Linked DNA regions of Mus musculus: all the other regions are linked to region 3. The links are chromatin contacts, called in public HiChIP or PLAC-seq and promoter capture Hi-C maps. All regions are on one chromosome and are shown on one strand. The core of a region is the stretch at or near the end of the contact, and the rest is flanking DNA. Distances in the headings are between cores, read along the strand shown. Region 1 holds the start of Trim29 (tripartite motif-containing 29). Region 2 holds the start of Tbcel (tubulin folding cofactor E-like). Region 3 holds the start of Grik4 (glutamate receptor, ionotropic, kainate 4). Region 4 overlaps Gm16322 (a long non-coding RNA gene). Region 5 overlaps Grik4 (glutamate receptor, ionotropic, kainate 4). Region 6 overlaps Grik4 (glutamate receptor, ionotropic, kainate 4). Region 7 overlaps Grik4 (glutamate receptor, ionotropic, kainate 4).

The links. Promoter capture Hi-C pulls out the DNA fragments that hold promoters and counts their contacts. HiChIP or PLAC-seq counts read pairs in DNA pulled down with a chosen protein or histone mark.
Region 1: a contact with region 3 is called in a promoter capture Hi-C map of embryonic stem cells, with 3 times the contacts expected there. The contact joins the promoter of Trim29 here to the promoter of Grik4 in region 3. A contact is called at or near these places in 6 of 39 promoter capture datasets (embryonic stem cells, hematopoietic stem and progenitor cells, hippocampal neurons and 2 more), 1 of 484 Hi-C or Micro-C datasets (the G1E-ER4 cell line) and 1 of 115 datasets of contacts at active chromatin or transcription factors (embryonic stem cells).
Region 2: a promoter capture Hi-C map of hippocampal neurons shows a contact between it and region 3, with 10 times the contacts expected there. The contact joins the promoter of Tbcel here to the promoter of Grik4 in region 3. A contact is called at or near these places in 24 of 39 promoter capture datasets (the 3T3-L1 cell line, 3T3-L1-derived adipocytes, the C10 cell line and 12 more), 2 of 15 datasets of contacts at CTCF or cohesin (the NIH/3T3 cell line and stem cell-derived epiblast-like cells), 9 of 484 Hi-C or Micro-C datasets (embryonic stem cells, palatal mesenchyme, stem cell-derived neural stem cells and 2 more), 24 of 115 datasets of contacts at active chromatin or transcription factors (VIP interneurons, astrocytes, bone marrow-derived macrophages and 15 more) and 3 of 9 other capture datasets (adipose tissue, embryonic stem cells and liver).
Region 4: a contact with region 3 is called in an H3K4me3 HiChIP or PLAC-seq map of forebrain, with 6 times the contacts expected there. The contact joins the enhancer-like site here to the promoter of Grik4 in region 3. A contact is called at or near these places in 8 of 39 promoter capture datasets (cranial neural crest, embryonic stem cells, epiblast stem cells and 3 more), 1 of 15 datasets of contacts at CTCF or cohesin (stem cell-derived epiblast-like cells), 2 of 484 Hi-C or Micro-C datasets (embryonic stem cells and stem cell-derived neural stem cells), 15 of 115 datasets of contacts at active chromatin or transcription factors (astrocytes, craniofacial prominence, differentiating embryonic stem cells and 10 more) and 3 of 9 other capture datasets (adipose tissue, embryonic stem cells and liver).
Region 5: an H3K4me3 HiChIP or PLAC-seq map of forebrain shows a contact between it and region 3, with 7 times the contacts expected there. The contact joins the enhancer-like site here to the promoter of Grik4 in region 3. A contact is called at or near these places in 20 of 39 promoter capture datasets (the 3T3-L1 cell line, 3T3-L1-derived adipocytes, the C10 cell line and 12 more), 2 of 15 datasets of contacts at CTCF or cohesin (the NIH/3T3 cell line and embryonic stem cells), 3 of 484 Hi-C or Micro-C datasets (the HPC-7 cell line, muscle stem cells and nephron progenitors), 15 of 115 datasets of contacts at active chromatin or transcription factors (VIP interneurons, craniofacial prominence, embryonic basal ganglia and 8 more) and 1 of 9 other capture datasets (liver).
Region 6: an H3K4me3 HiChIP or PLAC-seq map of embryonic basal ganglia shows a contact between it and region 3, with 4 times the contacts expected there. The contact joins the enhancer-like site here to the promoter of Grik4 in region 3. A contact is called at or near these places in 12 of 39 promoter capture datasets (3T3-L1-derived adipocytes, the C10 cell line, cranial neural crest and 6 more), 1 of 15 datasets of contacts at CTCF or cohesin (embryonic stem cells), 3 of 484 Hi-C or Micro-C datasets (cranial neural crest, embryonic stem cells and nephron progenitors), 18 of 115 datasets of contacts at active chromatin or transcription factors (VIP interneurons, bone marrow-derived macrophages, craniofacial prominence and 12 more) and 2 of 9 other capture datasets (adipose tissue and embryonic stem cells).
Region 7: a contact with region 3 is called in a promoter capture Hi-C map of hippocampal neurons, with 2.3 times the contacts expected there. The contact joins the enhancer-like site here to the promoter of Grik4 in region 3. A contact is called at or near these places in 14 of 39 promoter capture datasets (the 3T3-L1 cell line, 3T3-L1-derived adipocytes, the C10 cell line and 8 more), 2 of 15 datasets of contacts at CTCF or cohesin (both in embryonic stem cells), 3 of 484 Hi-C or Micro-C datasets (cerebellum, cortical neurons and hippocampal excitatory neurons), 20 of 115 datasets of contacts at active chromatin or transcription factors (VIP interneurons, astrocytes, craniofacial prominence and 11 more) and 3 of 9 other capture datasets (adipose tissue, embryonic stem cells and pancreatic islet).

Annotation. Positions count from the first base shown.
Region 1 is chr9:43,309,417-43,312,116 of GRCm38.p6, forward strand. It overlaps Trim29 (tripartite motif-containing 29), which reads left to right and starts at 1,347. Exons shown (of 9, transcript NM_023655.2): 1 at 1,347-2,263. The coding sequence starts at 1,460.
Region 2 is chr9:42,470,805-42,473,504 of GRCm38.p6, forward strand. Tbcel (tubulin folding cofactor E-like) reads right to left here and starts at 1,434. Exons shown (of 8, transcript NM_173038.5): 1 at 1,262-1,434. All of the region lies in intron 1 of Gm16322 (a long non-coding RNA gene), which reads left to right.
Region 3 is chr9:42,943,082-42,945,810 of GRCm38.p6, forward strand. Grik4 (glutamate receptor, ionotropic, kainate 4) reads right to left here and starts at 1,290. Exons shown (of 21, transcript NM_175481.5): 1 at 1,246-1,290.
Region 4 is chr9:42,490,493-42,493,341 of GRCm38.p6, forward strand. The region is part of intron 4 of Gm16322 (a long non-coding RNA gene); the gene reads left to right. Among named protein-coding and RNA genes, the nearest start is that of Tbcel, 20 kb to the left of the region's middle. Within about 2 kb of position 1,494, at least 19 of the 459 cell types and tissues checked have an H3K27ac peak or open chromatin away from gene starts, as enhancers often do. A contact at or near this core is called in embryonic basal ganglia, forebrain and hippocampal neurons, where this site is marked.
Region 5 is chr9:42,518,992-42,521,969 of GRCm38.p6, forward strand. It overlaps Grik4 (glutamate receptor, ionotropic, kainate 4), which reads right to left. Exons shown (of 21, transcript NM_175481.5): 21 at 1,421-2,194. The coding sequence ends at 1,838. Among named protein-coding and RNA genes, the nearest start is that of Tbcel, 48 kb to the left of the region's middle. Within about 2 kb of position 1,675, at least 77 of the 459 cell types and tissues checked have an H3K27ac peak or open chromatin away from gene starts, as enhancers often do. A contact at or near this core is called in VIP interneurons, craniofacial prominence, forebrain and 3 more, where this site is marked.
Region 6 is chr9:42,596,343-42,599,042 of GRCm38.p6, forward strand. Grik4 (glutamate receptor, ionotropic, kainate 4) reads right to left here. Exons shown (of 21, transcript NM_175481.5): 12 at 1,512-1,619. Among named protein-coding and RNA genes, the nearest start is that of Gm36590, 76 kb to the right of the region's middle. Within about 2 kb of position 1,384, at least 8 of the 459 cell types and tissues checked have an H3K27ac peak or open chromatin away from gene starts, as enhancers often do. A contact at or near this core is called in VIP interneurons and embryonic basal ganglia, where this site is marked.
Region 7 is chr9:42,646,269-42,649,241 of GRCm38.p6, forward strand. The region is part of intron 8 of Grik4 (glutamate receptor, ionotropic, kainate 4); the gene reads right to left. Among named protein-coding and RNA genes, the nearest start is that of Gm36590, 26 kb to the right of the region's middle. Within about 2 kb of position 1,558, at least 7 of the 459 cell types and tissues checked have an H3K27ac peak or open chromatin away from gene starts, as enhancers often do. A contact at or near this core is called in hippocampal neurons, where this site is marked.

The DNA.
Region 1 (2,700 bases), core at 97-2,596, 370 kb after region 3:
GCACCTTCTTAGGGCCATGAGCATAGGAAAACCTCCAGCAGCTATGTTCTAGTGAGATATTTAGGTGGCTCTAAGAACCAGGGATAGAAGAAGGAACTTCACAACCTCAAAAGGCCCAGACTATAATCCCAGGCCTGTAACGGGCTGAAGTCAGTGTCCTCTTAGTGCCTAAGTTTTATCTCTGTCAGAAGGCACAGCTGGGGACTCAGGTGGCAAAGGCAGCCAGGTTGGGGGTGGGGGTGTTCCCCAGAGACCAGACATTGATTCTTTCCTTTCTCTACAGTAGGTTTTTTTTGTATGACTCAGAAAAACCTGCACACCTTCTCTTCTTGGCCGGGCCCTATGGAATGACCTCCAAGATATCACAGTGGGTGAAATGTTCACCGGGCAAGCATGAAGACCTGATTCACTCTCTAGCACCATGTAAACACTAGATGTGGTATCCTGTGTCTGTAGTACCACTGATAGGAAAGAGACAAGCAGATCCAATGGCCAGCTCCAGCTTCAGGAAGATCTTCTGCCTCAAAAAAAGGAATGTGCAATTGAGCAAGATGTTGGACAGACAGACACATACAGAGGCATGAGTACACACACACACACACACACACACACACACACACACACACACACACACACGAGGGGGACAGAGAGAGAAAGAGACAGAGACAGAGAGAGAGAGACAGAGGCAGAGAGAGAGCCAGAGAGTGAGCGAGAGAGAGAGAGAGAGAGAGAGCCAGAGAGAGAGAGAGAGAACCAGAGAGAGAGAGAGAGAACCAGAGAGAGAGAGAGAGAGAGAGAGAGAGAGAGAGAGAGAGAGAGAGCCAGACTGAGGATTGTAGAGAGGCTTAAATAAGCTCAGACACGTAAAATACCCAAGACATCAGTCGCAAATTGGTTAGAATCAGTTGTGCATACAAGACCTGGGCCACAGCTTCCCTCAGAATATGCTGTCCTAGGGTGGAGACTTGCTTTTGATGTCCAACCCGCAAATTACAAGGCGATTTGGCTTGTGTGACCCAATTAAGAAGCCTTCTGTCCCGTGAACCTCTGCGGACACCTCACCTTCTGCCCCCAGGGGCAATGACCTCCTCAAAGCCTGCCCACCTGTGTGGACAGAGGCTCTGCCTTCCTGCCAGAAGTGCATCTGATGAAGCAGCCTAACAGGTTGTCAGTGGTGGGAAGTAATAAAACTGGGACATAAAAAACACTTCTTTAAAATCCCGGGCTGGGGATGGATGTGCAGGCGTGGCCCAGGTAATTAACCACTCTGCCCCGCCTGTCTCTCTCGGCCCGTTTTGTCAGGTTGCTCCTCCTATGGCTCCTCCTCCTGCCCCACCTTCTCCCCACAGGTGTGTCCCTGGGCTCTGGCTGCCAGCCCCACTTCGTGCCCCGAGACATCCGCTGAAGCCACCTGCCACGAGACCCCAACCAGCAGACACAGGCTAGCAAGTGACCTACCATGGAAGGTGCCGATGCCTGCAGGAGCAATGGGGCCAGCCCGGAAGCCAGGGACACCCGCAGCCCACCGGGTCCCAGCGGCAGCCTAGAGAATGGCACTAAAGCAGACAGTAAGGACACCAAGACAACCAACGGGCACAGTGGGGAGGTGACAGAGGGCAAGACCCTGGGCAGTGCCCTGAAGTCAGGGGAGGGGAAGAGTGGCCTATTTTCCAGCAATGAGTGGCGCAGGCCTATCATCCAGTTTGTGGAGTCTGTCGACGACAAAGGCTCCAGTTACTTCAGTATGGACTCTGCGGAAGGCAGGAGGTCCCCTTATGCGGGGCTCCAGTTGGGGGCTTCCAAGAAACCTCCTGTGACCTTTGCTGAGAAGGGGGAGCTGCGAAAGTCCATTTTCTCCGAGCCCCGCAAACCCACGGTGACCATCGTGGAGCCCGGGGAAGTCCGCAGGAATAGCTACCCCAGGGCTGACTCCAGCCTCCTGGCGCGGGCAAAGTCGGGCTCCGAGGAGGTGCTGTGCGACTCCTGCATCGGCAACAAGCAGAAGGCCGTCAAGTCCTGCCTGGTGTGCCAGGCTTCCTTCTGTGAGCTGCATCTGAAGCCCCACCTGGAGGGCGCTGCCTTCCGGGACCACCAGCTGCTCGAGCCCATCCGAGACTTCGAGGCCCGAAAATGTCCCTTGCACGGCAAGACTATGGAGCTCTTCTGTCAGACCGACCAGACCTGCATCTGTTATCTCTGCATGTTCCAGGAGCACAAGAACCACAGCACCGTGACGGTGGAGGAGGCCAAGGCAGAGAAGGAGGTGACTTGCTAGGCCCCTCGCTGCCTTCCCTTAACCCTCCCACTTGGATCCTCACTGGGGACTTATGGCTTCACGGTGCTCTGCTTTTAGGAAACATTTCTTCCTCCTCTTCATCTTCACCCTGGGGGTCAGAGGTCACTCTAACTTCCAACGATCTTAAGAGGGACATCCCGTTCGAGCCAACAGAAGATTAGACGCTAGGCAAAGCACACCAGATGAATCCTAAGTCGGGCTGGAGTGTAGAACGGAAGGATTCAGAACTCTCTGCTTGGCTGATCTGTTGTCTGTCCCTCTGTCTGTCTCTCCCTCTGTCTGTCTGTCTGTCTCTCTCTGTCTCTCCCTCCCTCTCTCCCTCCCCTCCCCCTGTCCTCACAGGTGATACTAAGGCAGGAAGACTCTAAGAGGGGACTTGAGGGCTCCTGAGTACCCTTTTTTTC
Region 2 (2,700 bases), core at 184-2,683, 470 kb before region 3:
GCCTCACATCTTTAAGCTCAGCACTGGAGAGGCTGGGACAGAAAGAATACAGAGAGTAGCAGGCCAGCCTGGGCTACCCAGTGAGGTCAAGGCCAAGAGAATCTGTATCATAAAGCCACTACTTTGTAAAAACCTTTCATTCGTGTGTGTGTGTGTGTGTGTGTGTGTATAGGTGCACAAACTAAATCATAATGCCCTTATCAGTGTGAGGTTTTTGCTTTTTTCCTTAAGTTAGAGCTATGGTTAAAGCCAAAGGACCCAGGCTGACTAAACATCCTTAATCCAGTTCTCTGCTCAAGACGAGCCTATGAGATCCTATCAAGAGCTACAGAGACAGAATACAAAAGGGGCAAGCCTAACCAAGCCTGCTTTGGGCCCCAGGGCCTCCCCCATCTTCCCCCCAAACAGTTTGCTCAAGCACTCTTCGCTCAAGATGGAACCACTGAAATCTATTCAAGAGTTTCTTGATACACAGGCAAAGGCTATACAAAAGCAGAGAGAAGGACAAGTCCCAGCCAAGCTTTTAGCTGGCCTTGAGGTCCTGCCAGTTTCCTTAACAGCCCTAAGGCGGAGCCTACAAACTCCTGTAGCTAAGCAACCTTGGAGTGGGGCTCCTCCTTCCTCCACTGACTGTCAACAGTTCAACTCCTCCAATCAACTTTTCCTCAACTACAACTTCTGCAATTGCTGCCTGTGTCCCTAAGGAGGACGAATCCTCTTCCCTTCTCCAAATCCCAGACTGTCTTCCTAGTAGTTCCAGAAGCCTGTACTCTATTCAGTTTATCACAGATCATTTCGCACCATTACCAAGAAGCTAGGATGGAGTCTCCTGGCAGCCCCCAATCTTAATACGGCTTGGTGCAAAAACATGCTCCCCAAATTCCTAGCAAACTACAAGCTTTAAGCAGTCCAGGAAGGGACAGGCTTAGTGATCCAGGAGTTACAGGGACAGCTGCTCTTTCCCACTAAGATACCAAATCTTACAGATGGGGATACACCCCGAGGACTTGACACGTCCAGTTGTTTTCATCATTTTCCTGATTCAGTGATTCAAAGCTAAGTTTCCCACCCAGGGAGCCGCTTCCATACCCCAGGCCTCAAGGAGGCTGGGAGCATCTGGCTTGCTGCCGCTGTCCAGCCTTCTGCCCTCCATCAGTGCGCCGTCCTCCCAGGATCCCAGGCTTGGCCTCCTACCCCCACAGGTGGAGCATGCCTCGGGCCTCCGGCCCCGGAGGAGGAGCAGCGGCCGGGCTACACTCACCCCTCGGCCCGGGAGGCGGCGGCTCCTCGGGCTGCGCCTCCGCCCGCCCGGCCACCGCGTCGCCGCTCGGCTTCCGGCCTGCTCCAGGCCGGCCCCGGACCGGCTCCACTTCACCTCGACCCCTTCTCCGGCCGCCAGAGCCCAGTGTCCTGCATTGACCCGGAAGCAGCTTTCCGGGGACCCCAACAACAACACGTGACCCCGCCGCACGTGTCACGTCCGCTGCGTGATTGGGAGGGGCCAGAGGAGACGAGCCTCTCAGAGCGAGCTGCGGTTGCCATGGCAACCGGGAATGGTGGCATTCACCTAGAGTGGATCAGAATTACACCCCATCTGCTTGCTTTTCTTACCAGTGCAGCAGGGGAGCAACCAACCACAGGTCCAAAGACCGATCACCTACAAGAGAAGCATCCTTGGAGAAAGGAGCCCTGGACGAACGTGTCCAAACACACCTGCAATCTTGGCCTGACTCAGTGTAACCCTACTTGTGATCACTACCTGTCTTTGACTTCACAGGCCTCATCTATAAAATGTCCTGTACGATCTCTATACTTCATATACATCTAGGCGTAGGGGACAGTTTGACCTTCGTTCTGTGCCCCCTCTAGTCCCGAGGCACCTGAAGCTCCCAAACACTAACAATTTACAATTTTCACCTATTGTGTGTGCTTTACAGCCATAGCCAATAAATACATGAGATTAAAAAGAAAGAAAGAAAGAAAGAAAGGAAAAAAGGAAGGAAGAAAGAAGAGAAAAGAAAAGAAAGGAAAGGAAAGGAAAAGAAAAGAAAAGAAAAGAAAAGAAAAGAAAAACACACAAAACATAACCCACAAACCTCCTAAAGGACATATTTTGTAGAATTGAAAATTGAAGTTTGGGGAGTCAAATGATCTGCTCATGACCACCTACTTAGCCAAAATGACATGGCTGAGACTTGAAACCAGGTCAGGCTGGCTCCAAAGAAAATATGCTTCACACCAGGCCACGCATAGCCCCGGCTCCGAAGCCTCACACTTGGCTGTTAGGTTGTTTGCTTTTGTGCCCACGGAATAGAGATGGTGCAGGCTGATCCCGAGGAGGAACCAGCCATGCACAGATATGTGAATGGAAAGTCTAGGAGTTGAGGAGAGTTCCATGCCCAGTGTCAATCTGTGTGTGTCCAGGAGGATGTGGGGGTTGCCACAAACATGCACATGTGTATACTGGCTCCCAGAAAGAGGAAAACAAAAATTCTTACCAACCTCAGGCCCTGGGGACTTCAATTGATTCTTCTGTCTTGTCCCATAGGCAGGACTTAGGCTGGAGAGAGACTTGAGAAGGACCTGGTTAAGAAACACGTTCTGAGGTCTATGGGTCAGGCAGTGGCTTAGAGTACTCTTACGCGATTGCCTCCTGCCCAGAAAAGCACTTTGCTGACACCTTAGGAGGGACTAGAGATA
Region 3 (2,729 bases), core at 40-2,539:
GCCCTGGTCTCAAGAGATACCTACTTGTCAGGCACAGTGGCCAGGCCCAGCCAGAGTTCCCCTCCTCTTTCCAGACAGCCCAGGCCCCTGGGAGACATGCCCAGAAGAGCCACTGGAGGGAGGCAGGGAGGTGGCACCGCGTGGCATCACCAGACAACAGCACCAAGAGGAAGATGGCAGCATCAAGTACAGATGCCAAGAACCACACAGCCCAAGGTCCAAGAGGGGACCAGCTCAGCCTGCATAGCCTGGCTACAGCCAGGCAACCTGGCCCGCGTGCCTTGTCTATCCCTTTGGTCGCGCCTCCCCCAACCCCAAAGCCCTGGGCCAACTCTCCCCAGGCTCCACCTCCTCCCTCACTTTCCTCAGCTCCAGGGAGCCCAGGGAGGGAGGCACAGGTGCTCTTGGCGCCTTGGACAAACCCCCTGTCCCAGCCGTCACCAGGGCGCCTTCCACCCCAAGCTGGGTCGGAACCACTCCGGCTCTGCCCGGTCCTCACTAAAGAACATCTCCTTAGCTCCCCTCCCCCTCCACTGATCCCCTTCCCCCTCCAGCGCCCAATGCAGGTCTCCAGAGTTTTTCCCTTACTTCCCACTCGGGTGAACTAGGGTGGGATGGCTAAGAGGCCCATTAGTCGCAAGAAGGAGGGTCATTTCTGATAGGACGCTGGCTTGGCCCAAAGCAAGACGGCGTGCAGGGTTGGGGGTGTGGTGGTGGCCGGAGTCCAGGGCCCGAGCAGGGGTGGTCAAGACAGATGGCAAAGAGGGAAGGGAGAAGGGGGCTCAGAAGCCGGGCTGGTCTGATGGAAGACTGTGGCGGGCAAGAGCGGCCCGTAGGAGAAGCCGAGGGTGACGAGGCGGGGTAGAATCGCCAGTGTCGGGAAGGGGCCGTCATCCCTGCAGGGGGCAGAGGCTGGGCTGGGAGTTGGACTGGGAAGAGGGAGGATCACAGAAGGAGGATCGGAGCGGAGGAGAGGAGGCGCAGGGGGAAGCAGGCAGGGATGGAGACTAGGGGAAGTACGGGGCAAGGTGGCGGGGGCTCAGCGGAGAATCCGGGGTCGCAGGCATCAGAGTGCAGGGGACTGGGCAGCTGGAGGCGGGAGCGGGGCCAGGCAGGGTGCGGGCCGCGGCCCGGAGGGAGCTAGCGGCGGAGACGTCAGAAGTCGGGGTGCGGCGCAGCCCCGGGGGGCGCGGGGAGACAGCGTAGGGCGCCGGTCGGGGGCGGCGCGGGGGCTGCTGCCCTTACCTGGGCGGCTCCGCACTCCGGGCGCCAAGCTGGGGACCCGACGTTGCTCGGCCGGCGGCCCGGCTGTTGTTTTCCCTTTTTTTTTTTTTTTTCTTTTTTTTTTTTTCTTCCGCAGCGGCGGCGGCGGCGGCTCCAGCTCGATCCGCCAGCAGCCGAAGGCAGAGTCTGTGTCCGGCTGCGAGCGAGCCGGGAGCGGGCAGCGCGGGAGGCGCGCGGAAAGGCGCTGAGGCGCCGCCCGGCGGGCAGTGAGGGAACTGCGGCGGTCCCGCACGCGGCCGGCCGGGGAGGGGGCGTCCCTTCCGGGCCGCGGCCGCCGGAGTCTCCGCTCGCCGGCGGGGTCTTTAGCTGGGGACCCGGACCTAGGTAGCCGAGCGGCGAGGCGGGGAGGCCGGAACAGACAGAGCCAAACTTGCAGCTTCCCTGATCCGGACGATCGGGAGACGGCGGGCCGGGGATGGGGGGGCTCCGGGTGGGCGCTGCAGAGGACTGACCCCCAAGTGAGGAGCTGGGGTACACTTCACCATCCAGCGCCAAGGGGCAGCCCGCCCTGGTCCGCAGGAGTTATTAGCTTGGCCTGCTTCGGTGGGCGAAGGGCGACTCCTGGTGGCGTTTTAGGGGCCAGACCTAGGGGACGAGGCGTAGAGACTGCGGCCTCCTCGGTGGTGGCGCGGAGCTGGGTGAAGCTTTGCTTTAGCAAGGCCAGATAGACCACAATGTTTCAGGAGGCCGAAGAACCACAGCTCACGTTTGGAAGTCTACTGGTTTGTGCACACAGACCTCCTGGGAGAAGTTGTCACTTTATGCTACACATAAGGAAACCTCGGCCTAGGAAAGGTGAAAGACCTAGCCTTCACCAGGAGCTGGGGGCTGGACCAAGAGAGAACCAAGCTACTTGGTTTGAGGGATCATTTGGCCACATCATAGCAGCCTTGGGGTGGGTGGGTGGGGGGCTAGAAAAGGAGAGGGCAGAGGAGCAGGAGGCCTCAGGGGGTCAAGTGACTTCCTCAAACCGATTAGTTCCTCATTTCAAACCCAGAGTCTTAGCCGTAGACAAACCCGGAAAGCATCTAAGCCAGCCTCCCAATCGTCTCCCACTCTTCCTTCACACCTAACCACCTGCTTACCCTAAAGTCTCCACGAAGGGGCTGTTCTAGGCATTCTTGGTTGGTTCTAGGGCCTGGGAGGACAATATACACGGACTACAGGATATTTGTTGACACTCCCTATATCATGCCGGGAGGGCAGCAGAGCTGAGTTACCTGCTTGGGGGGCTGGGGGGGGTGGCGATTGTGGTTGTAAGAGCCTGTTCTCTCTCCCACCTCCTCTCCCAGACTGGACTTTATGAGTGCTCTGTTGGCACAGGACCGGCCACTCTGGATAGCTCCAGTCCCTTCGGTCTTTCCTCAATCAACTGTCAGACGGATGTCAGGAACACAAGCTACCTGACTTTCTACTGACCTAATAAAACCAATCCATGAGGTTAA
Region 4 (2,849 bases), core at 244-2,743, 450 kb before region 3:
GACGACTACGCCTGTAGGCTGATGATAACACTCCACGTGTAGCGCATGGTATTACAAGGACATGGTATTGGGTTCAAAATAATGAAGTGACTGAATGGAGAATGCTGTGATAGAGTCAAACCAATGATTGCATATTTAAGGTACAGTTTTGAGAGCTGTTTGGGGGTCGCACTGACGGTGCACAGAAACTCCTATTCAGGTGCACGCTGACGGGTTCTGTGTGATGCAGGAATTCAGCTGTTCGGCTAGCCAGCCACCCTGCATTCACAGCAAACATTTAGCTCAGAAAAATTGCATCACCGTAAACATTGCTTCCAAGCCAGGAGTGCGTCATAGGTAAGCCTGCCATGCCATTAAGATGAAATATTGCACACAGCTAGCCATCTGTCTTGGCACGTTTAGCTGTTCATCTACCTCAGGAGGTTTCACTGAACTCTGTGAATATGTCACTTTAAAAGATGGTACCAATTTAAAAATAACATCGAGAACAATTAAAGATATTGTATACGCTGTTCACTTAAAGGGTCCAGACAACCACTGAGAGCTAAGAAGACAATCCTCTCTGATATAAAACGGCCCAGTTATGTGTTATTTCACTACTTACTTGTAGGGATTTTATAGGTATTTTTCATTTTCCACGCACTCCCATCTGGCTCCCTTAAACTTGGCTCTCTTCATGGTTATAAATGAAGTAAATAAGGCAAACTATTGGGAGAAAGGCAAACTAAAGGGAGAAAAAAAATGAGGCAAAGAGAGGCCAGATGGGGTCTCGTGGGAGCAAAGAGTACTAGTCTGCACATTCACATGCAGAGTAGAGAGAATGGACGTCACCTCCGTGATGGCAGATCAGCTTTCCATGACATTGAAGATCCTCCCTGAGCTAATGACGCAGTTCACTCCCTCCCTGCATCTGGGATGCTCATTCACTGACCTGGAGGTGGCTTTTACTATGCATCCATGAATTGCTTGGTACTTTCTCCCATGACTGGTGGAGAAGTCTGTGTGCTTTCTACTGGATAGCGTGTGACTGACGGCCTCAGTCAGTGTGGTAAAATGCCAAGCACAGCAGCATTTTTCTCTTGAGGCACCTGTGTTTAGAACTTAGTCGCCATGCTGAATAGAAGCCCAGGGTGCCTCAGAGAGAAGTCATGTGATGTTATGGCAGCTGGGACCAACATCCCAGGCTAAGTTCATGGCCAAAATACTAAGTTACTGGTAAACATTACTATGTTAACAACCTGGCCTACATGTAAAAGACCCCTTATATATTTTCAACCTTCAGAACTTTGTCATCCCCAAGTCTTTGAGTGCTCCCAGCCGAAGCCACAAATTGTATGGAGCAGAGACAAACCATCCACGCAGTTCTCTGAATCTCTAACCACCCAGGCTACAAGCGTAATTAAATGGCTGTTTCAGGCAACCCAAGTCTGAAGTGGTTTGTTGCACAGCAACCGAAAACTGAGCCCACTCATAGTTGAAGGCTCAGATTGGCGCCGTCTGTTCCCTGGCTCACCCTGTATTGTTCTTCCTATGCTTGTCCCTGCCATGCGCCTCTGTTCTGTGTGCTCCACACCACCCACTACAGTTTGCTCTTCTTACACGTCTATCTCTCTATCCTCACATTCCCCGATTCTCTGATGATGCTATCTCTTTTCCCTGGACATCAGCATCAGAAGACCCAGGGTTTAATACCATCGAGGCCACCCAGTAGCAGAGTAGCCAACCTCTCCAATCCTTACGAGAAGAGAGAGATATAAATCTGATCTATTCCTAGGCTGGAGGCACGGCTTGGTAGTAGAGGGTAGTCTTTTGTTTGTTTGCTTCTGTTTTTGTTTTTAAAGACAGTGTTTCACTGTACATCTCTGGCTGTCCTGGAACTCACTCTGTAGACCAGGCTATCCTCAACCTCAAAGATGTACCTGCCTCTGCTTCGCATGTGCTGGGATCAAAGGCTTGTGCCACCACTACCTGGCACAGAGAGTAGTTTCTAATGAGATCCTGGGTTTGTCTTCACTTCAAGGAAAAAAACGGTAGGATCTATTCATAAATTAAATGACTAAAGTGTTTAAAGTACTTAGTGCCTGGCACATAGTAAACTCTCCATAAATATTAGCTATTATTTTAAGTCCTTTCTATTCTCATGTCTATTGAGCATTAAAGTAGAACCTTTTACTTGAATTTATATGTCAACATTTCCATGAAGACACCCACACCTACTAGACAAAATTAAATTGATCCTTTGTTATGGACCTGTGCGGGTTAGTTTTTGTTAACTAGACACAAACTAAAATTGCTTGGAAAGAGGGAACTTCAACCAAGGCACTGCCTCCATCAGATGGCCTGTTAACACACTGTGGGGAATGTGGAGGGACTCAGTGTCCTGTGGACAGGCTCGCCCTGGCCAGATGGTCCTGGCTTGTATAAGAAAGTAGGCTGAGTGTGTACGGAAGAAGTGCCTGCCTCTGCTCCTGCTTGCATTCTTGCTCTGACTCTTTTAAGTGATGAACTGTGATCAGAATGTGTAGCCAAGTCAGTTGTTACCACAGCAACAGAAAACAAATGAAACAGTAGTCAGATATTCCTGTATTACAGCTTTGTTGTTTCCTCCTCTGTCTTCCCTCTTCCTCCTCCTCCTCCTCCTCCTCCTCCTCCTCCTCCTCCTCCTCCTCCTCATCTTCCTTCTCCTCTTTTTCCTCCTCTTCTTTCTTCTCCTTCCTCTCCTTTTGTCTCATTGTTATCCTGGCTATCCTAGAACTCACTTTATAGACCAGGTTAGCCCCAAACTCACAGAGATCTGCCTGCCTCTGCCTCCACATGCAAAGATTAGAGGTGTGTTTCATCCTAAGATG
Region 5 (2,978 bases), core at 425-2,924, 420 kb before region 3:
CAGGGGATTCAGCCCATCTTTAAAAAAAAAAAAGTCTTTATTTTAGGACATTCAGAACAGGAGCCACGTGAAATCAGCTCAGCTCAAGGTGGAGGTGCAGGAGGTGGGAGTTGGTGGCAGCTGTCTCCTCCCCCACCCCCACCCAGTCTCCGAGTTTTCTAAGTTACTATCAGAAATTGCATAGAATTTGCTTTCCATCCGAAAATGACAGCTCTTCATGGAATTCTGAAGTGGTGAGACCAAACCAAGGCCAAGTGGCTCCTTGGGAGCCTTGGCCCTCCCATTGAGAGGGTATTCCCATCAGACCTTGCAAGCCTCCTACTGGCAGGGCAGATCGGTCCGGTCCGAGATACCCTAGGAAAGTATTGCTGACTCCCAGGCTGCAGCAGAGAGGTCAAACAATTCACTCTGAGTCACACAAGGAAAACTACTGACCACACGGAGATCTGAACTCATGGTTCCGGTTCCTAGTTCTTCGGCCGCTGGTGGGCTAAAACCCTCCACTCTCTTCCAGGAACTAGGTTGTTGGCTATTTGCGGTCTGTTTCATAAACACATGCATATATGCTTAGGTTCTCACATGTATAGGAGCATACACACACACACACACATGCACACACACACACACATGCATGCACACACACACACGCAGGCACGCGAGCGTGTGCACACATGCACACACGCATACACACACACACACACAGTTGCATCCAGGTTTCATGTCTAGTACCAAAAAGTGACCCAATACATAAGAGCCTTGTGGGTAGGGCTTCAGAGGCAACTTACTACCAACTTCAGCTAAAAGCAGATCCAGTTGAAGAGTCTATCATACCCGTTGGGCGCCCTGTCTCTCACTTCTCTGAGTAGTGCCTTGCAATGGAAGTCAGGACCACCAAGGTGTGGGGAAATCACACACGCATACACATCTCCTTCTCCTTATACAATACTCTGCATGCTTTAAAGATTCTTTCTTCCTTCTGTTTTCAGAGATGAAAAGGGTAAAGAAAAAGAAAAACCAGATTAATCCTTAGAGCCCCGGGAATTTCAAAGTATCTCCAGGAAGGTTACATTCCTGTTTGTTTGCTTGTATGTTGCATTTAAAAAGTTTGTTTGATGGACTTTCACCCTCTCTCTATGCAGAGGGAGACTACCAAACACCAGTCACTGGGGGGGGGGGGGGAGGAGGGGGGGGGAGTCAGCACCTGAAACCCAGTGCACCTGCAACTCCAAAACCTAAGGGGGAGAGAGAGAGAGAGAGAGAGAGAGAGAGAGAGAGAGAGAGAGAGAGAGAGGTCAGACTTCCATCCCCAAGCACAAGACAAGGGAGCCTTAGAACAGAACCCAGAAGAGACAGGAAAGAAAAAGAAAAAAGAAAAAAAAAAAAACCATGAGAGGAAAGAAAAGGACATCAACAAAAATATACAAATTCAGAAAAGAAAACTTCCCTGTTGAGTTTAATTTTTTTTTCCTGTAAGAACTAGACCCAGGGTACAATGGCCCCTTCCTAGGGGGAATTCAACTGATGACACCATCAATTCTTGGACTGCTCTCTCGGCAGGGCCCCACAACCCAGAATCCACTTATTTGAGTGTGAGGGAAAGGCTCTCTGGGAGGAGATGGGTCCTTGTGCCCACGAGGGACAGCGTCTCTGCCACGTGGGTGCAGTGTCTCATCTCGGATAGGCCGCTCTGCCACAGGGCAGGGAGATCCGCCTCCTGCTGGGGCAGCAGGCTCAGATCGCTTTGTAAAGTCATTGAATCTTGAATCCGGAGAGAAGGAACTTGTAATGTTAGCCCTCCCGCCTCCCCGCCTGGCTCCATGGTCCTTCGCTGCTGCCACTACTCGGGCTCGCTGCTGTTGGTGGTCTTGTCCCACTCCAGGCTCTCCTCGCTGCGCGCTGGCGACGGTCGCGCCCGCAGGCCCTGGAAGCGGCGGCACTCTGGGCACACGCGGATGTGCGTGCAGCCTCGAGCTACTAGGGCGGCCTCCTGTGCCAGTCTCTGCGCCAGCTGGTCTGGCTCCCCGGCGCCACATAGCTTGCCATTGCTGAGCGTCGCTGTGCCTCTGGGTCGGCGCTCCTCCAGGACCGGGGGCTGGGGTGGCAGGCCTCCAGAGCGCCGCCGCCTGGGATGGATATTGTCCTGGCACAGGATGATGTTGCGCAGTTCTGTCACCATCTCCTGACACACAGACACCTGGGGGAGACAGCGGAGGTCACAGATAGCCACTCAGAACCAGCCTCCTGAGTCTCCTTGTGTCTATAGGCATGGAGTGATGGGAGGCTCTCTCTCATCTCCGGTGAGGAGATTAAATGACTTCTCCCCTCTCCTGCTTAAGGCTCAAAAGCCCCCCAACAGCCTTCATGTAACAGCTCTGCCAGATGATGCCCAATCTCTGGTCACCTTCAAAGAGCAATATCAGCATCTTGGGAAAGACAGGATGCCATTTTGACACATTCCCACCAACACTACGTCCTCCCACTCTGCTTAGCTTCTTCTACCACTGAGAAGTTCATCCGATGACCTCAGGGAAATTTGGATCTTGAAACTTACTTAGAACAAACACTCTCTTAAACATCAGTCTGCCTGGTATTTGAAAACATTGTCATGAACAGTTTGTCTTTAGTCCAAAGATGCTTGTGCCTTTTACCCACCATGCCTGATTGAGTTGTTTGAGCTGGAAAGGAACATTCTGGAAATACAGTGAGAGGAAGCAGCCTCCTTTTCTTCCCTATTCTCTCTTTCATCTCCACCAACATGACAGTTCTACTATGGCCAAAAGCCATCACAAGCCTTGACTTCCTTATAACTGTCCTCAATGGAGTTGCCAACAGCTGGCGGTGATGTACCCCGGAAACCACTGGAATAAACGCTTGCACATCTGAAGGTCCACGGTCCCCTAATAGGAAAGGCTTGGCTCCAGCTGCGTCTCAAAATGCAGAATATTCCAGATTTTAGAAAAGGCATCACAATGCACAAG
Region 6 (2,700 bases), core at 134-2,633, 350 kb before region 3:
TTTTGGATTTTTGTCTTTGGTTCCTTGATGTTTCCTGAGTACCTTGAAGAGTGCCAAGCATATAGAAGTGCCAATAAATATCCCTTGGATGAACAAACGGAAACATTCAGTGTCTTATCTCCCAATGAAGGGAAGGATGGATGGCGGACTGGACAGGATCCTACGAGCTGAGGACTCTTGATTCTGGATTACGCGTTCCCCTTCCCAACCCATGACCATTCTCAGGAAAGCCCGTGTTTCTCAGCATTATCTAAGCACCTAACCACACTCTCCTTTGCTCTCCTTTTCCTCTGCAACTGCTTCCTGTCTTTCGGAGTTCATCACAAATGATGCTTTCTCAGGCTTTGCTGCCTTCCCCCAGGGCTCTTTCCTCCACATCTCGGGGCTCTGGCTTCCCACCCCTTTCTGTTTTTTTTTTTTTTTTTTTTTTGTCCACTCTGTTTATGATAGATCAGTCATCTCAGCCCAGCCTTCCTGGGCCTCAGGAGTTCCTGAAAGTCATAATGGGGGACTACAGGCTTCTTTTATTTTCCAAAAAAAAAAAAAAAGCCAAGAGAAATAGACATATTTGAAGGCCTTACACATATTACCTAGTAGGGGTTAGATTGTGCAGATGGCCTATGCATTGCCTTGCTCGGGGCTGAAAGAATATCAATGTGATGTTGTTAGTTATCTTTCCCTGGTGAGATGCTGTGTGGGGTGGGGAAATACCCTCTTGATTAGTTAATATCAGAGTGGGGAAGAACAAAGCAATTATTGCTTAACATGTAGTTGGCTTAATTGACAGATCTTTTGAAACATGAAGTCTTCAGGGCCAGTGGTGATGGTAAGACCTTGGCTGTGAATAGTTGACTTAGCCCATCTGCTCAATGATAACCTCTTTGAAGATACAGGCCAATACATACTCATCTCTGGTATTTATGAGTAAGCAGAGTGCCAGGCACACAACAGGGGACAGAGTTGGGAGGTAGACTTGGTAATTACTGAATAGAAATGAATCAAGTGGAAAGGCAGATGGTCGGTCAACTTATGGGTTCATTGAGAACTCTCTTGTCACTGTCTGGAAGTAAAGGAAAGGCCATGGAGGTCCACAGACATCTAGGTGTCAACTTAAGGGTGGGTGGGGGGATGGTTTTGGATATAGCAGCTACCAAGCAAAGTGGGCTGCTGGTGAAGACGGAATCATCTCAGAGTACTGGATCCAGCTGGTCTCACCTATGTAGAAAGGTCCCATTTCTAGGGATTCTAAGCAGCTCTCCTAGCCACCCAGATCCCTGGGGAGAGGCATTCACACACCGTGGTCTCTCTCCCTCTGCCCCAGCTGCTCAGCAGCTCATCAGATATCATTTCCATACGAAACAGCAACTGGAGTGCAATTACACTGTCATAAATTGGCCTCTGCGCTGTGATTAGCATTCCCATCTTCTGTTCCCTGGGAAGCCCACAAGCAAGAGCTTGGGGAGGAGGCACCCTCGGGAGCTGCAGCTGGAGGCCCGAGAAACCCCGCTTACCAGGATGGTGGTGACGACCAGGGTGGTGTTGAAGAGACTGTCAGAGATGTTGGAGGCGTAGAGGCGGCTGTCCATGCTGAGGCCCTCTGCCACATGCCACTGGCCAATCTGAGGAGACCAAGGGGGGAGAGGATGGGAAGGCTTGAGGAAGGGACGGCTCCGGCTGCAGGTTGCTGGACTTGAGAGCAGCAGAGGACAGTGGTCTACTGTGGGTAGATGGCAAGAGGGAAGGATGGGGAGAGATATAGAGGAGCAATAGGCTAGACCAGAACTGGGGGACACCGTACAAGATTGAGTGTCTTGAGGGAAAGGGGATGTCCAAGTGAAGACAGAAAAGATCAAAGACTTGGAAGAGATGAGAGAAATAGAGAAATTAGGAGTATAGCATGGTTGTAGAGAAGTTCTGATAGCAGAAGGGAGTGGGGCAGAGGGACAGGGAAATGTGTTCTTTTTCAAGCCTCCTTTGGTCTACCCTGGATAAACCCAATTATCTAGGTAAGAATAAGAATGGCAGCATGTATCCTTGTACATTTAAAAATTGCTTGAGGTAAAAATATTGGTGGCTCATGTCTGCACTTGCAAGGTCAAGGCAGAAGGATTGCTTTCCGTTAACCTGGGCTACCTGGTAAGTTCAAGGATAGCCTGGGCTACATGGTGAGACTCTATCTTAACAAATAAACAAAAGCGTGATCGAGAGGATAGATATAAGATGAACAGAAACTGGTATGTAGTGGACCTTTTTGCTTGCCCGGGTTGGGAATGCAGCTCAGTGATGATGCCCCAGGTTCAATTCTTGGTACCGGAAAGCCTACATGAAATTATGTTGCTACAGGAGCAGGAAGCTAAATGATTATTGTACATTTAAGCATATGGCTGAGTGAATGAGTCAGAAGAAGGCAGTGTCAAGTCCTAGTCTCCTTCATCCTCTGCCTCCCTGTGAGGTTCCCCCAGAGCTTTGGCTCTTCCAGCTAGAAATAAAAATGGAAATGTTCGCCTCCCTTCTCAGAACCCAGATATCATGTATGGACCGGTTTGATGCCATAGTTCCCATTCCAGCGAGGAACATAAAACCCACTGTGTAACCTCAGTGATATTTCTGCGCTCCTAGGCATGCTTCCTTCTGTGCCAAATGAGAATAATAACAGAAGCTTCTGGTGGGCATCATGAGGATGGATTTAACCTGGCACTC
Region 7 (2,973 bases), core at 308-2,807, 300 kb before region 3:
GGAGGAAGGCCAGCTGCACACACCTTTCCTGCTGAAACACGGAGCGCCTGGGACGTGGAAGGGTGATTACTGCAGAGCTTGCTGGGACCTGGCTATAATTGTGACAGAAAAGACCTAAACAGGCACTGCTTCTGTGGGCCACATGGGGCCTCCATTCAGTGTGTCGTTCTTCCCGCTTTCCAGAAAACAGTTCTATCCCCAGGACATTGTGAGTTGGATTGCTCCCAACCAATGTATAGAGAAACAAGTCCAAGGCTTAGAAAGACCCTCGGAGACCTCCTCGTGCAAAGCCATAATAAACAGACAGCGAACTAAGCTCAGCAAGAAGGAATGGCTGGCGTAGACGACGGAATGACTAAGCGGGGCGGTTAAGAGCTAACTGCCTGGCTTTATGATCTGGCTCCACTACAAGCAAGAGACCAAGGCATTATCAGCCTCTGCTCTTGTAAATGGGAACAAAATAGCTGTTTCTGCTGGAGTTGATGTGAGGCTTACATGAGAAAATAACCACGGTGCAGTGTTTACAGGGCCATGCCCAGAGAAGTCATTCAATAAACAGCAAGTACAGCCATTGCTGTCACCCAGCATCCGTGCCGGGATTAGTCGTTGGCGTCCCGGGGGCTTCACTGCCAGTCTGGTTTTTCTCGACTCCTCCTGCTGCCATAACTATTCTCCTTAGCCTCTCTCCAGATTCCCCCAGGGAACAAGTCTGGGGAGCTGCTGCTTTTAAACACACCCCCACAGCGGCAGCATTACAGGAACGGTGGTGATGACATAGATCCAGGCTGCCTGTGAGGCTAGAGGATGCCCAGGCTCCTGGTGCTCACATTTCCAGCTTTTCATTGGCATCCTGTGAGACTTTCGACTTTACCCCTAAATCTCTACAATTCTCCCCACCAAGGTGGCAGCTCCCTCCTATGGCACATCGACTGCCTGAGCCCTCTGACAGTAGATTAGGGTGATCTTATCTTTCCTATTAGGAAGTGATTGCAGCTCTTGCTGGGTTCATTAGCAGCTGGAGAACCCCTCCAGATTTATTAGCTCAAACCCCGCTTCCTCTTCACCTCTTCTTCTCAAGCCGCAATAACAGAGACGGCTTTGCCCAGAGCCTTAATTCTTCATGTCCTGTATCCAACCTGCATGTATCTTGTGAAATAAAGATTCCTCCAACCGCCGTCAAGCAAGCTGAAGGGCAGAGAGACTCCATTCCATTCCACTCAGCAACCGAATGAAATATATTTCGTGTGCACCCTATCTAAGCAGGCACACTCAAAGCCCCACAGCAATTGTGGTTACTGGGGAGCCAACAGGTGCTAATACCCACTCTTAGGATCAGTTCTCATCTAAACAGACAAGACAGGGTCCTGGCGTCAACTGATCTTGCAGCATACACAAAAGAGAAGTACAGTAGCAATTAGTAATTCAATAATGTGGCAGAGATTCCTTGCTGACGGCCAAACCTATTTCCCCTTCTGCCTAGGCACTAAACTACATTTCCCAGACATCTTTGCAGGGAGGTGCAGCCATGTAATGAGATCTAGCCAATGGAATTGTAAGAAGTGATCTGTAGGACTTCAAGGCTTGACTCATAAATTACTCTGTGTGTGAACCTCCATGTTTTCCCCTACCCCTGACCTTCATGAGACATATTTATAAGCTAGAAAATGCCTGGGACCCTAAATGACCTTATTTGAGGCTATTTCTATCCCAGCTATCCTTGTCGAACTTCCGGTAAGAAATGTAAGATCTGCCTTCTATATCTGTGGGTTCTGAATCATCGATTCATCCAACAGATGATTGAAAATAGTCAGGGGACATAAGGTCTGGGCTGAGCAAGCGCAGACACTTTCCTTCTCACTGTTCCCTAAATGGTTCCAAATAATAGCTGCTAGCATTTACATTACAGTAGGTATTCATATAGAGACCATTTAAAGTATGTGGGAGAGAATGCCACATCATAAAGGAGGGACTTGAACATCTGCATCTCTATTATCATTATTATTCACAAAGGGCCCTACAACCCATCCCTTGCCACAGTAAGAGACTGCGTGTTTGCCTCTGCATAGTGAAGCTGTGGGATTTGTGAGTTGAATGGCTGTAGTAGTTAGCTCTGCTTAGCAGCTACAATGCCACCAGTAGATATTTTCAAATCCCTTCTAAGAACCTTTAGGGATAGGCGTTACCCCTATACACACCTCACTAATGGGAAAACCAAAGTCCGAAGAGCCCCAGGTCCACACAAGTCCCTGAACACCTCAGAAGCAGGGCTTCTCACCTGTCCTGAACATCCATCGGGGCTTGACTCTCAAACACCAGCTGCTTCCTCTTATTGCAAAGCTTCTTCATTAGAAGGGCCCTACACTACAGCCCTGCGGTCTTGACTCTCCCAATCTGCAAACTCTAACGAGAGAGAAGAAATTTATCTGAGCATTTCACACCCACTGGAGTGGCTCTCACTAAAAGATAAAAATTAAGAAATATTGGCAAGATTGTAGCAAAACTCTACCTCCTGTGCATTGCTATTGGGAATGAAGCATGGTGAAGTCACTCTAGAGAACAGTTTGGTGATGTCCCAATACATTAAAAGGTGATGACTGTCTAGTGAGTTCCCTCGTTAGGTGCATACCCAGGAAGAGTGAAAGCAGAAAGTGGGAGGGACACTCATGTTCATGGGACTATTAGCCACAATACCAAACACCGTGAGCACTCACTATGTGTTAATGCAGGATGTGATGCACATGCACGATGCTATATTATTCAGCTTGAAGAAGGATGAGACTTAAAGACATAATCTACATAAAACAAGCCAGACACAAAAGGATAAATATTGTATGACTTCATTTCCATGAAGCAGGCAGTCATTTTCAGTTGACGGTGTAGAAGTGTGCTTTGTGGCCAGGGCGTGTCTGGGAGGAGGAGGGGATCAGGGTTATAAGAGTAGAGTTTCTGTTTGAGAAGATGGAAAACGTAGAC